2 separate regions of the Sus scrofa genome follow, and region 2 is linked to region 1. The links are chromatin contacts, called in public Hi-C maps. All regions are on one chromosome and are shown on one strand. Each heading gives the region's core, a stretch centred on a gene start, on an enhancer-like site or on the middle of the called end of the contact. The rest is flanking DNA. Distances are from core to core; before and after follow the strand shown.

Evidence for each region. Hi-C and Micro-C count contacts between places; a contact is called where the count stands out from the background.
Region 2: a Hi-C map of embryonic fibroblasts shows a contact between it and region 1, with 2.5 times the contacts expected there. The contact joins the promoter of IL1R1 here to the enhancer-like site in region 1. A contact is called at or near these places in 1 of 5 promoter capture datasets (liver), 13 of 47 Hi-C or Micro-C datasets (adipocytes, embryonic fibroblasts, fetal liver and 4 more) and 1 of 2 datasets of contacts at active chromatin or transcription factors (skeletal muscle).

The regions. Positions count from the first base shown.
Region 1 is chr3:52,279,466-52,285,798 of Sscrofa11.1, reverse strand. All of the region lies in intron 1 of IL1R1 (interleukin-1 receptor type 1), which reads left to right. Among named protein-coding and RNA genes, the nearest start is that of IL1R1, 52 kb to the left of the region's middle. Within about 2 kb of position 2,263, at least 8 of the 83 cell types and tissues checked have an H3K27ac peak or open chromatin away from gene starts, as enhancers often do. A contact at or near this core is called in embryonic fibroblasts, where this site is marked.
Region 2 is chr3:52,331,141-52,337,473 of Sscrofa11.1, reverse strand. It overlaps IL1R1 (interleukin-1 receptor type 1), which reads left to right and starts at 2,740. Exons shown (of 13, transcript XM_021087128.1): 1 at 2,740-3,081.

The DNA.
Region 1 (6,333 bases), core at 1,014-3,513:
ATTTAGTTATACACACACACACACACATATATCATTTATTTTCAGATTCTTTCCACTGAGTATAGTTTCCAGTGCTATACAGTAGAACCTTATTATTTATCTTATGTAATTTGTGTGTATCTGTTATTCCCAAATTCCTAATTTATCTTCCCCCTTGTCTTTCCTCTATGGTAACCATAAGTTTGTTTTCTATGTCTATGAGTATTTCTCTTTGTAAATAAGTTCACTTGTAACATATTTTATATTCCACATATAAGTGATATCATGTGATATTTGTCTTTGACTTCACTTAGTCTGATAATCTCTAAGTCTATACATGTTGCTGCTACAAATGGCATTAATTGATTCTTTTTTATGGCAGAGTAATATTCCACTGTGTGTGTGCATGTGTGTGTGTGACATCTTCTTTAATCATCTATTGACATGTAGTGATGAATTATAAAAAATGCTTATGACCTGTCTCTACTTAACATTCAGTTTACAGTCTTAACCCACTAATCCTTTGGGGCATTGTTAACTTGCTTAGTAGAGAAACTCCACAGGCAAGGTTAAAGAATGGCTAAGATACCTTTCTTAAGTATTTTGAATGCCTTTAAAAGTGTATACAGATAGCACATACTCACAGTCAAAAATAAAGAAAGAATACATAGAGATGAATGAAGAAGGTGAAACATCAAAACCTAATATTGTGAGATAGATACTGCTAATATTTTGGTGGGTATGGTTTCTCTGAATGCATTTACATCTTGGAAAAAGCATGCTCAGACTGTCCATTCTGTTTTACTATCTGCTTTTCCCTTTCAGCAAAGCATCTTGCCATGCTAATGAATTTCTTCCTCCACAGATGATTTGCTGAATCATGTTGGTAGATATTTGATTTCTGTCTTTTCACTTCTTAACATTACCAAAACAAACATCCTTGGGGGGGAAACCTATGCATCTCTTCCTGATATTTCCTTGGAATAAAATCCCAGAGGTCAAAGGGCGAAAGTATATTTGAAGCTCTTGATTCTGTTACTGAATTCCTCTAGGAAAGTGCATTCGTGTACATACCCTCCAGCACTGTATAGACACCACTTCCCCACACTTTCACCGGCTGGGTTTTATTTACTTATTTTTAAGTGTGCTAATCTGATAACTGGCAAAGAGTATCTTGTCTTCATTTGTGTTCAGGACACTTTTTGGGGGTGAAACCTTCTGGTTTCTTACTCTCTTCCTCTAGGTTCAACTTCTTGTCTTTTTTGGTTACTCATTATCAAACCCGTTCTCGCTCATAGCAACTTTTGTCAACCTAATTTCTGAGGTCTTTGATCTCATTCGATGTCTCTCAGCAGGTCTGCAGAGAGTGTGGGGGAATCAGATGCTTTTGCTCTGATTTTTACCATTTGAACAACCTCGGGCAAACCTCAGTCTTTATGATTGTATCTCCTTTTTAGCTATAAAATTTAGAGATAAGGGCTGACTTTCCCTCTCACCACAGGATTGTACTGGGAACAGAAGAGGGCTAGAAGAAAGTTCTTTAAATAGAAATAAAGTAAAAAATACCGAGTGGTACTATGACTATTATTGTTAATATGCAGTTTATATTTTCACCTTATGGGATATTCAGCTTTTAGAGAGCTGTATGCCAAAGTTTGGATAGTGTTTCCTAATTCTAAACTGGGAAAGGGGTGTGTGACAACATATTGCTTAGTTCTGAGAGTCAGCAGCACCTGGATATACTTTAGATTAAAAATGGGTTTATTGTGTTGCTTATTTATCTCATTTGCATATGGGATAACATGCCATTCTTTTCATATTGCATTGTCACCATTCACTTGCTTTGCTCTGATCCCCAGTGAGAGCTTCTCAAAGACAGGGGCGGGTTTGCTGTGTTCCTTTCTCCAGGGCCTGGTTTGTGGCCTGACACCCTGTGGGGGCTTGAGAAACATTTCTCGAATGAGTCAGTGGAAGGGACCTAGGAATGTTTTTACCCAACTTTGCAGGGAAATGACTATCCCCAAAAGGAATTATAGAGGATTTAAAAATGGAGCTTTTCTGGGGCATGTTAATTATTTTATTCATTTAATTGAGTGTGGGTCGGTTTCTGTTTCTACTCAGTAAAACTTTAAAGCTCTTAATGGCTGTTAAGCAAATGAATACAAACCCAGGGTAGAACCAGGAAAACAGGTGGCAGCTTTTGTGAGTACAAGGCTTATGGACTTGGCATGAGTATGCAAAGCTTTATACTTTCAGGGGTATAGAGTTTCTCCCTGACTGTTAGCTCAGTGGTCAGCTGTTAAAATCAGCACCAAGTGCCCATTGGGCAATGGTTTGGATCTGGTGCTGAATAAGTCATGATGATGGCACATAACTAAGGAAGCACTTCCAATGTGTGAGACCTGGTTCTAAGAGCTCCTATTTGAGGTGGTCTTTATTATTACCTCACTTTGCAGGTTAAGAAACGGAAGCCCAGGGATGTGATTGTGATTTACCTCAAGTCACATCAGTGGTTAGTGTGGGGTTGGGATTCATGAAGCAGTCTCACTCTGGAGTCCACAGGTTGCTGAATTTGAGAGATGATGACTGTGGTTTGGGATGGCTGACGATGTCTGTGCTGTGCCCTTGGGTATGGAGTCCACATTACTGAGTTCCTACTAAGGAACGTGCACTATTCTGGGTTCTTTCCAGCCACTGACTCTAGCCTTTCTCACAACGTTGTAAGACTGGTGCCATTGTTCCAGCTCTAGAATCAGACCAACTGAGACTTTGAGCAGTTCAGTAAGTGACCCAAAGGAACCAGTGAGGGCTAAGACAGCCGTCCATCCACGTCAAGTCCATTTAGCCTCCTAGCCCATGTGCTGTGCTGGTGACAACTGGGTGCTGATCCAGAGATGCTGAAGGTCCAATTCTGTTGCACTGGGAACTGTTGAGGCTTGAACCTCAGCCAAGTAATCCTTTCATTCAGGGGCTCCAGGGGTCTGTCAATCTGTCCCTGACTCTTTGTCGGTCAAGTTGAAATGGTACCTGGAGTTCATTTTCAGGCCGTGTATTCCCTGGCAGGACCATCCAGAAGGCTGGGGTGAAGTCTGGAGAGGCCTAGCTTCATTTTCTCCTGGGAAACTCACCTGTCTTATTTTTGCTAGTTGTTCAGGTTCTAAAATGGGGATAGGAATATAACTTGAAGAATATAAGTTTTTTTTTTTGTTAATTCAACAACATTTATTTAGTATTAATTGTTTGCCAGACCTTATGTAGGTGTGCATTACATTTTTTTTCTTAAAAAATTTTATTTAAGACTATAATTTGAAATAGTACTTTACTTATTTTTCGGTTAGACTTTCCATTAAGGTTTTAGAACTCAGACTTTTTTTTGAACGAAAACACAAAGTTTGTGTGCTTTTGAATAGATAACACAATTTAAAAGGCCTTAAAGAGGCTATTCAGTGAAATCATTCCCTCTTTCTCATACATGGGTGACTCGTCAATAGTTTCTTCACACTGTATCAGTCAGGGTTCTCCCTCTGTAGAGTCAACAGGAAATAGATGTATTGTTTGTATATGTGTCTATCTGTCTGTCTATCTATCTATCTCTTATCTATAAAGAAAGAGTTATTATAAGGTATGGGCTGCCTCAATGCCATTTATGGAGGCTAAAAAGTTCTAGGATCTGCCGTCTACAGGCTATAGACCCAGGAGAGTAGGTAGTGTAGTTAGAAGGCTTGAGATCCAGAGAGCGATGGTGTAGACTCCTGTCCAGTCTGAAGGCCTAAGAACCAGGGTACCAAAGGCAGGAGAAATTGATGTCCTAGCTCAAGAGGGCAGACAGAGTTAATTCAACTTTCCTCTGCCTTTTGCTCTGTGTAGGCCCCCAAGGGATTGGAATGAGGACTGTCCTTGCTGGGGAGGGCTATCAGCTTCGCTCAGTTCACCACTTCAGGTGCTGATTATTTCCAGAAACAGCCTCACAGATACACTCAGAAGCAAGGTTTAACCAGCTCTCTGGGCATCTCCTGGCCCAGTCCAACCAACATGTAAAATTACCCATTACACACACCTCTTCTGTATGTACCCTCTTCCATGTCTGTATCTAACCTGCTGCTTTGTAGCCTTTTGGCAACTTTTCAATTGTTCGCAGTCTTTTGCTGTTACAACCAATGTTGCAATGAATAACAAACAGCTTTGCCTGTGTCATTTTGCAGAAGTGCCCGTAAGCTTAATTGTTAGCTAAATTCCTAGAAGTGGCACTGCTGAGTCAAAGGCTATGTGCATTTGTGATTTGATATAAATTTCAGAACTGCCCACCTACTTCCCACCAGGTTATACCAATGAACACCTCTGCCCGGAATGTTTGAGAGAATGTTTCCCCATGCACCTGTCAACACAGTATACTAGTAAACTGGTTTTTTTTTTTTTTTTAATTTTTTTAAGTTTGGTGATTTTATAGGGGGAAAAGTTTAACTCAGTATGTTTTTGAATTTTTCATATCTCACATCATAACTGCAGTTTTTAGACATGATTTTTTAAAGAGCAATTTTAAGTTCAGAGCAAAATTGAGGGGAAGGTATGGAGAATTCTTACATACCTTCTGCCCCACATGTGTATAACTTCCTCTGTTATATTCCCCTCCCAGAGTGGGATATTTGTTACAACTGATGAGCCAACATTGACACATCCTCCTCCAAAGTCCATAGTTTACCTTAAGGTTCACTCTTGGTGACCATCTGAGTGTTTTGACAAACATACAATGACATTTTTCCACCCTTAGCATGTCATACAGAATATTTTCACTGCCCTACAAGTCCTCAGTCCTCTTCCTATTCTATACCTTCTCCCGCTGTTACTGTGGCAACCCCTGATCTTTTTATTGCTTCCGTGTTTTCATAGAATGTCATGTAATTGGAATTGCACATTATGTAGCTTTTCAGACTGACTCCTTTCACTTAGTAATATGCACTGAAGGTTTCTCCAGGTCTTTTCATGGCTCGATTGCTCATTTCTTTTCAGCGCTGAATAACATCCTGTTGTCTGGATGGACCACAGCTGATTTAACCATTCACCTACTCAATGGCCCCTTGGTTGCTTCCATGTTTTGACAATTGTGAATAAAGCTTCCATAAACATCCCCGTGCAGGTTTTTGTGTGGATGTAATTTTTCAGCATCTTTGGGTAAATATCAAGGTGTGTAATTGCTGGATTGTACAGCAGTGCAGGTTTAGTTTTGGGAGAAACCATCAGACTGTCTTCCAAAGTGGCCACACCTTTTTGCCTTCCCACCAGCTGTGAAGGAGGGGTCCTGTTGCTCCATATCCTTGGCAGCACCTGCTGTCAGTGCTGCGGATTTTGGCCATTCACATAGGTGTATGGTGGCATTGGGATTATTTTGAAGCCAGTCGTGATCATGACAATTATTTTTTGAGGCCTTATGGGTGTCTGTGGGATGCCACAGTAGGGGAAGGCTATCTGGATGCTGCCCTCAAGGGTCATCCACAGCAGCTGGCGGCAGCTTGAGGTGTACTTATAAGGATAAGCACCACGAAAGACACAGACAGCTGCTGGGACAGTGGCTAAGGGCTGGGTCTGTATTGCCTGGTGATGGAGGGTCCTTGAGAGGAAGGGTGAGGTCTGAGGCAGAGGGAACAGAGGCATTTGAGCCCTGCTGAGGGGCTGAAGAAGGTCTGTAGGTAGGGGCTAAGTGAGTGGGAAGGAGCTTGGAAATGGAGACAAGGCCAGATCACAGTGGTGTAGACAGGGGTGGGACTTGGGACCCTTGCTGCAGTGGATGCAATGCTTGTACCTGGACAGACATCTCTTCCAGCAACCCAATACAAAGAAAGTATAAGGGACTAAAAATAACTACGTGCCCTGTGCAGTTGGGGCAAATTATAGGCAGGAGGATTAAAAAAAAAAACTAATACCCCAGCTGCCACTTCTGAAGAACCAAGAGCAAAAGCATGCCCCCTGCAATACCACCAAAGGGGTGGCAGACCATCTAAGCCAACAAGGGAAACTGTTGTTTGTTTTTGTTCCCCCCTCCCCCTGCCCCCTGCAGCTGGGGCCCCAATAAAGCCTTACCTGAGCTTCTTGCCTGGTGTTTTAGCAATTTCTATTCATTAAGGAGGCCAAGAACTCTGGATGGTAATAGGCTCAGCCGTCTTCCAGCTCCTGCTCTCCATGGCTGGGTGCTTTACACATGTTACCAATGCTCCGTACACACGTTTTACCATTTTCCACTTTGCCAGAGGAAGATGGGGCATAGAGCCAGCAGAAATAGGAAGGCACCGTCTCAAGCTGGTGGCAGATGAATAACAGAGTCAGGATTTGAACCTGGGTCCACTGGGCTCCCAAACTTCT
Region 2 (6,333 bases), core at 1,491-3,990, 51 kb before region 1:
TTGGCTCCTAATTCCAGCTCCTTCATTGAACGGCTCTGTGAACTTGGGCACAGAACTGTCACACTTACCCTTCTTGGGGTGTCTCTATTGGAACAGGTGCCTTGCAAGGTCATGGTTAGGACAGTGTCTATGGCAGCCTCTCTCATGCATTGTTCAGTAAGCAGATGCCTGTGATTATGAAAACGTCTAACATGCTCTGTAGTGAATTGGGTGTGTGTGTGTGTGTGTGTATGTGTATGTGTGTGTGTGTGGGCACCTTGAGAATCCTGGCCCACGAGTAACAGCAGACTAGCACACACCGCCATGCTTTCATGACCTCCTTATTAATAACACATCTTGGTGCAAAGCAGCAGTTGGATTTTTCCAGAAAACTGTGACTTCAGTTTCTCGGAAGTGTTTTTATAGCTTCACAGCAATAAACATTTTTCTCTTCTTGAATTAAAGGGCTGAGTGAGTCCACGGAGCATTCTCTACTTTGGGAGTATTTCCTTTGGGTAGCATTCAAAATAGCAAAATCCTATTATACATCCAGATTTGGAAAGCCCCTATTTTGACTACAATTCAACCAAGGACTAACTTCCAGTTTAGATGGAATGAGCAGGCAGTTTCTGTCAGCATATTTATAAAGGTAATATTTCAAGATTTCTAATTTATGTAATTTTCATCTAGGCCACTTTTTTTTTCTGAATCATGATGAAGATATACATATGAATAGGCTTTTTATATGTAATCTTACTTACAACTGAGAAGTTGTATTGGTAAATTTTTTTTTTTTTTTTTTTTTTTTTTTGCTTTTTAGGGCTGCACCTGAGACATATGGAAGTTCCCAGGCTAGGGATCGAATTGGAGCTGCAGCTGCCAGCCTACACCACAGCCATGGCAACGTGGGATCTGAGCCGTATCTGCGAACTACACCACAGCTCATGGCAATGCCAAATCCTTAACCCACTGAGTGAGGACAGGGATCAAATCCAAATCCTCATGGTTACTAGTTGGATTCGTTTCCTCTGAGCCACAATGGGAACTCCAGTAAATTTGTTTTCATTTGCAAGTAACAGCTATTCACAAACTAGCATATGGGGGGGGGGTGAATCTATTGGCTCCTAATTTAGTAAAGAAAAATTCGGAACTATAACAGCTTCAGGCATGGCTAGATCCAGGAGCCAATAATGTGCCTTAATCTTTGTGTCTCTTGAATGGGTTCTCTTCATGTGGTAGGCATATTAGACACTGGTAAGTCAAGGGATATTTTATATTTGTACCACAACCCACATGAGGAAAGATCATCTTCCTGATATTTCTGGCTAAAAGAGCCCAGGAAGAGTCTTGACTTCTCCAGCCCATGTCTTGTGTGTCCTTTTGGACTAGTCACTGTGGCCATGGGGATGGTATAATCTGATTGATCAGGCCTGAGTCGTGCGTCCTTATCCATTCTACAACTCAAATAGTCTGCCCCTGTCTTTGTAACACTGTTTCTTCCTTTCTAAAGACAGAAGAATATTATTCTGGTTTATTTCTTAAGGCTATCAGGCAGGTGAATTGTTTGGTGATGGCTTTCCATGAAAGAAAATTGAAAGTGTTGCCTTTCAGTGAAATATGGGTGCAGGCACCTTCAGTGTTAATGAGATGTTGGCTGGTCAGAGCCTCAGGCAGACTAGTCCACCACAGGATCCCGGGAGGAAGGGAGATCTGGTCTATTTTCTCCTCTTGGGGTTTATGAAGGGATTTTCCCTTTCCTGAGAATTTTAGTTCAGACTCCTGCACCCAGAGCCACAGGAGAAAACTAGGTTGAAATGAAAGGCTTGGGATTTATTTTACAAACATAAGCCTTGGCAGTGTTTCTCTCAAGGGTCAAAATCAAGGGTGGGTACGTTCCAATGGAACGTGGAGATAATTTACACGATTTGACTTGTGACAAAAGGGTTGTCCTGCGCAAGAGCTGTGGTGGTAAGTGCTTCTCTTTCCTTTTCAGGAAAGAGGGGGTGGAATCACCAGGTAGGAAAGCCCCTGAGAACTGGGATGAGTCATAGCTTTCTCAGGGTGACACTGGGAGCTCAGTGATTTGGTGTGAATTGAAATTCCCCTTTTCATGAGATTTTTCTTAAAGACGTGGAAACAAATGATCAGGGGGAAAAATGAATAACCTGATAACCTTTGAAAGGCTTAAAATGATTTCATATGTGTCTTCTCACTTGGAGAGGCAGATGGGCTCTGCTTGGAATGGAGAAGCTGAAGTGTCATTGAGTCACTGGGGCAGGGTCTCACGCTAGCTGGGGCCCACTTGGAACCCTGACTGCTTCTCTGGGGGCTCACAGCCTCAGGTGCATTTGCACATAGCTTCAGGTGTGAACTTGGGTAATTTATTTTCACATCCTCCTTAGGAAACAAGCCTTCCACAATCATCAGAACTTCATACCACACATCCTAAGACTAAAAAACTCAATGTAAACCAAAGATCTTTAGTTTTACTCCCTTGAATAATTTTCATGCTCCCTGGATGAACCTTCTATGTTACACTGTCCTGTGCACTTCTGAACACACAGTCATTCCCCCTGTTATCAAATGTCCTTTGGCCTCTTTTCAAAGTGCAGAATCAGTTTTCCATTGCCAGCAGGACTTTGAAGTTTGTTTAGGTGCAAGTGCATGGCCGTCCCTGCCCTGTGGTCATAGAGGAATTCCAGGAAGGTTGGTGGGAGGCTCCTCTCGGGGCGTCTCTGGGCACACGTGGATGTGTACCTGTGAGCAGGTGGGCTGGCCTGCAGAATGGGACTCCCCAGCTTCTTGCTGGAGGGAACCTCCTCATTTCTGCCCACAGGAGGATCCCCAGGAAACATCCAAAGCCATACTTCAAAATTCCAAGTCTGGGATGTTTTCCCACAGCAAATGGAGCCCTTTATTTCTTGCCCCCGCCCCCAGGGGTTCCCCTCTCCTAAGGTTTGAATGCTGGCTGACTGTCAGCTCTAGAGACCCAGGGAACTTCACTGTCCCACAAGGGCCACCGGGGGTAGTGACCACATGGGCCTCCCTTGCTTCTGGGGTATTCTATCTGTGATTTCAAGATCTAGAGCTTTCCGCGGCTGGGTAAGTTTGCTGGCTCCACATTTAATGGACTTCATTAAACTTGCTGTCTCTCATCTCTAAAATGGGAAGAGTATGTTGTTCTCACCAAAGGGGTGGCTGTGGGGATTGAATGAAAGGAAGCCCATGGAAATGCAGAGGGACCTGGAATTCCTGTCCTGGCACAGAGCAAATGAATCCGACTATGAACCATGAGGTTGTGGGTTCGATCCCTGGCCTTGCTCAGTGGGTTAAGGATCTGGTGTTGCTGTGAGCTATGGTGTAGGTTGCACACACAGCTCAGATCTGGTGTTGCTGTGGCTGTGGTATAGGGTGGCGGCTAGAGCTCTGATTAGACCACTAGCATGGGAACCTCCATATGCTACGGATGCAGCCCTAAAAAGACAAAAAAAAAAAAAAAAAAAAGAAAAGAAATTCAGAAGGACTAATTCCTTGCCTACAACCCCTCCAGGAAGCAAGGCTGGATGGTGCACTGCCTGCAGGCAGAAAACTAACTGGGGGGCTTAAAGATGGGACACATCCCTTCACTGGGTCCTCATGCCGACCCTGTGTGTACTTTGTGGTGGTTATTCATTTTTGTCAAGAAAGAATCAAAGGTAGAAAGGGAAAAAGGGACTTCTTTCCAAACCTGACCTTCACTCACGGTGGTGGAACTACTTATAGATAACCTTATTCCGAAAATGGTCCAGTTCTACAGGAAACTCTTCAAAGTGTAAAGAGTTTCGGAAACTATATGATTTCCCTGAGGGCCTCCTGGTTAATGACTTGGCTCTGGTTTGATCCCTGGTCTGGGAACTTCTGCATGCCGTGGGTATGGCCCCACCCCGTCAAATTTGTGAAACTATAAAGGGATATCTTTATGTTTCAGCTGATTGGGCAAAGAGTCAGGGATGGTGTTTAAGTCCCGACTCCATGGTGTGCTTATAGAGACACCAGACTTGCCAGGACTTGGTACATCTGGGATAAGATGTTGGGAGGCAAACTGGAGATGCTGTAGGTGGTCACTTTCTCGCCAAGACAGTGATGCTGTAGCTGGGATTGAACTTGGCTCTTCTCACGGCACATTCTGCTTGATATGCTGAGGCTGACCACCTTCTTCTCTGGCCTCGCATGCATTCTGGGCATGTTTAGCTTGGCTCTGAGGCATCCTGAGAATGTGGAAAGAGCAAAGACTGGGGAATCGGACAAACCAGCTGGGGGACTAGACCTTTCATGTAAGAGCTGTGTGGCTGGAATCATTTCTCTACCCTCTGAGTCTCATTTTTCTCTTCTTGTGAAATGGGTTTATTAGGAACTCTGTATTGCATGGCTCTTGGGAGGACTGAATGAGATGAAGTGCGTCAGATTCCTTCACAGAAGGCAGTTGACAAAATCTGACATCTCCAAGCCTCAAACCCCAAGCTCCTCCCTCTCTCACCTCCTCCCTCTGTCTTTCCCTCCCCCATCCCAATTCTACCCACTTTGGGCAATTAGGGAACATCTCCAGTTCTCCTCAATCGTACTAGAGAAACAGTAGAGTTGCTGTAAGAGTTGGGGTGGTGGAATCAATGCTCTCGGCCCCAAAGGCAGCATCCCTGTGTTCTCTGCAGGGCTGAGCTGAGTTGGATGCAAGAGGTCTGAGTCACAGTCTCCATCTCCAAGGCTTCCTAGAGAAGCTTTGTCCTGCTGCAGACTGACCGTAGGTGGCAGATGTCACCCCCTCACCCTAGGGTGTATCATAGCCATGGAGTTAATAAGTCCTCCCCTCATCCAAGGCTTCACTTTCTGTGGTTTTAGTTACCCTGGGTCAGCCATGGTCTGACATTAGGAAATGGAAAATTCCAGGAATAAACCATTCATAAGCTTCAAATTTCTCACTGTTCTGAGTAGCGTGATGAAATCTTGTGCAGCCTGGATGCCAATCCTCCCTTTGTCCAGCATGTCCTGTCTGGGGTCACTAAATAGCCACTGGGTTGTTAGATCATTTGTCACAATATCACAATGCTTGTGTTCAGTGATCTTTTTTTTTTTTTTTTTTTTTTTTTTTTTTTGTCTTTTTGCTATTTCTTTGGGCTGCTCCCATGGCATATGGAGGTTCCCAGGCTAGGGGTCGAATCGGAGCTGTAGCCACTGGCCTACGCCAGAGCCACAGCAACGCAGGATCCGAGCCGCATCTGCAACCTACACCACAGCTCACAGCAACGCCGGATCGTTAACCCACTGAGCAAGGGCAGGGACCAAACCCGCAACCTCATGGTTCCTAGTCGGATTCGTTAACCACTTCGCCACGATGGGAACTCCAGTGATCTTTATTTTACTTAATAGTGGCCCCAAAATGCAGAAGAGTGGTGCTGGTGATACGAATATGTCAATATTCTCCCTCTAAGTGAAAATGGGAAAGTTCATGACTTAATAAGGACAGGAGAAAAATGTATATACTGAGGTTGCTAAGATCTGTGGTAAGAATGAATCTTCTATCTTTGAAATTACGAAGAAAAAGGAAATTCATGTTAGTTTTGTTGTCGCGCCTCAAGCTGCAAAAGTTAGAGCCACAGTGTGTGGTAAGTGTTTGGTTAAGAAGGAAAAAGCAGGAGTTCCCATTGTGGCTCAGTGGAATAAGGACCTGATGTTGTCTCTGTGAGCATGTGGGTCTGATCCCTGGCCTTGCTCAGTGGGTTAAGGAGCCAATGTTGCGGTAAGCATAGGTATCATTACCACTCAGATCTGGTGTTCCCGTGGCTGTGGTGTCGGCCTCAGCTGCAGCTCTGATTCAACCTCCTAGCCCAGGAACTTCCATGTGCTGCAGGTGCATAAAAAGAAAAAAAATTAAATCAAAAAGAAGGAAAACACATTGGATACGATATTTTGAGAAAGACTGTATTCACACAACTTTTATCATAAGACATTATTGCAATTGTTCTATTTTACTGTTAGTTATTGTTGTTAATCTCCTGCTGTATTAAACTTGATCATGGGTATGTCTGTGTAGGAAACAGCACGGGGTATGGGACTATCGCTAGTCTGAGGCATCGCTGGGGGTCTTGGAATATTGCCCTTGAAGATGGAGGGGGGACACCCGTAAAGGTCACTTGAGGGATTAGCCTGAGTTTCCCCTTTCTGTCCAGACAGTGAGAGGGGGTTTAAGAACCAAAGTCAGGAGAAGGGAAGCCACTTGTATGAGACCCCAAAGCCAGTATGCTGAACTGGGAGAAATAGTGAGGGACTAACAGTGACATCTCTCAGTGAATTCCTGAAATGATACGTGCTTTCTTGGCT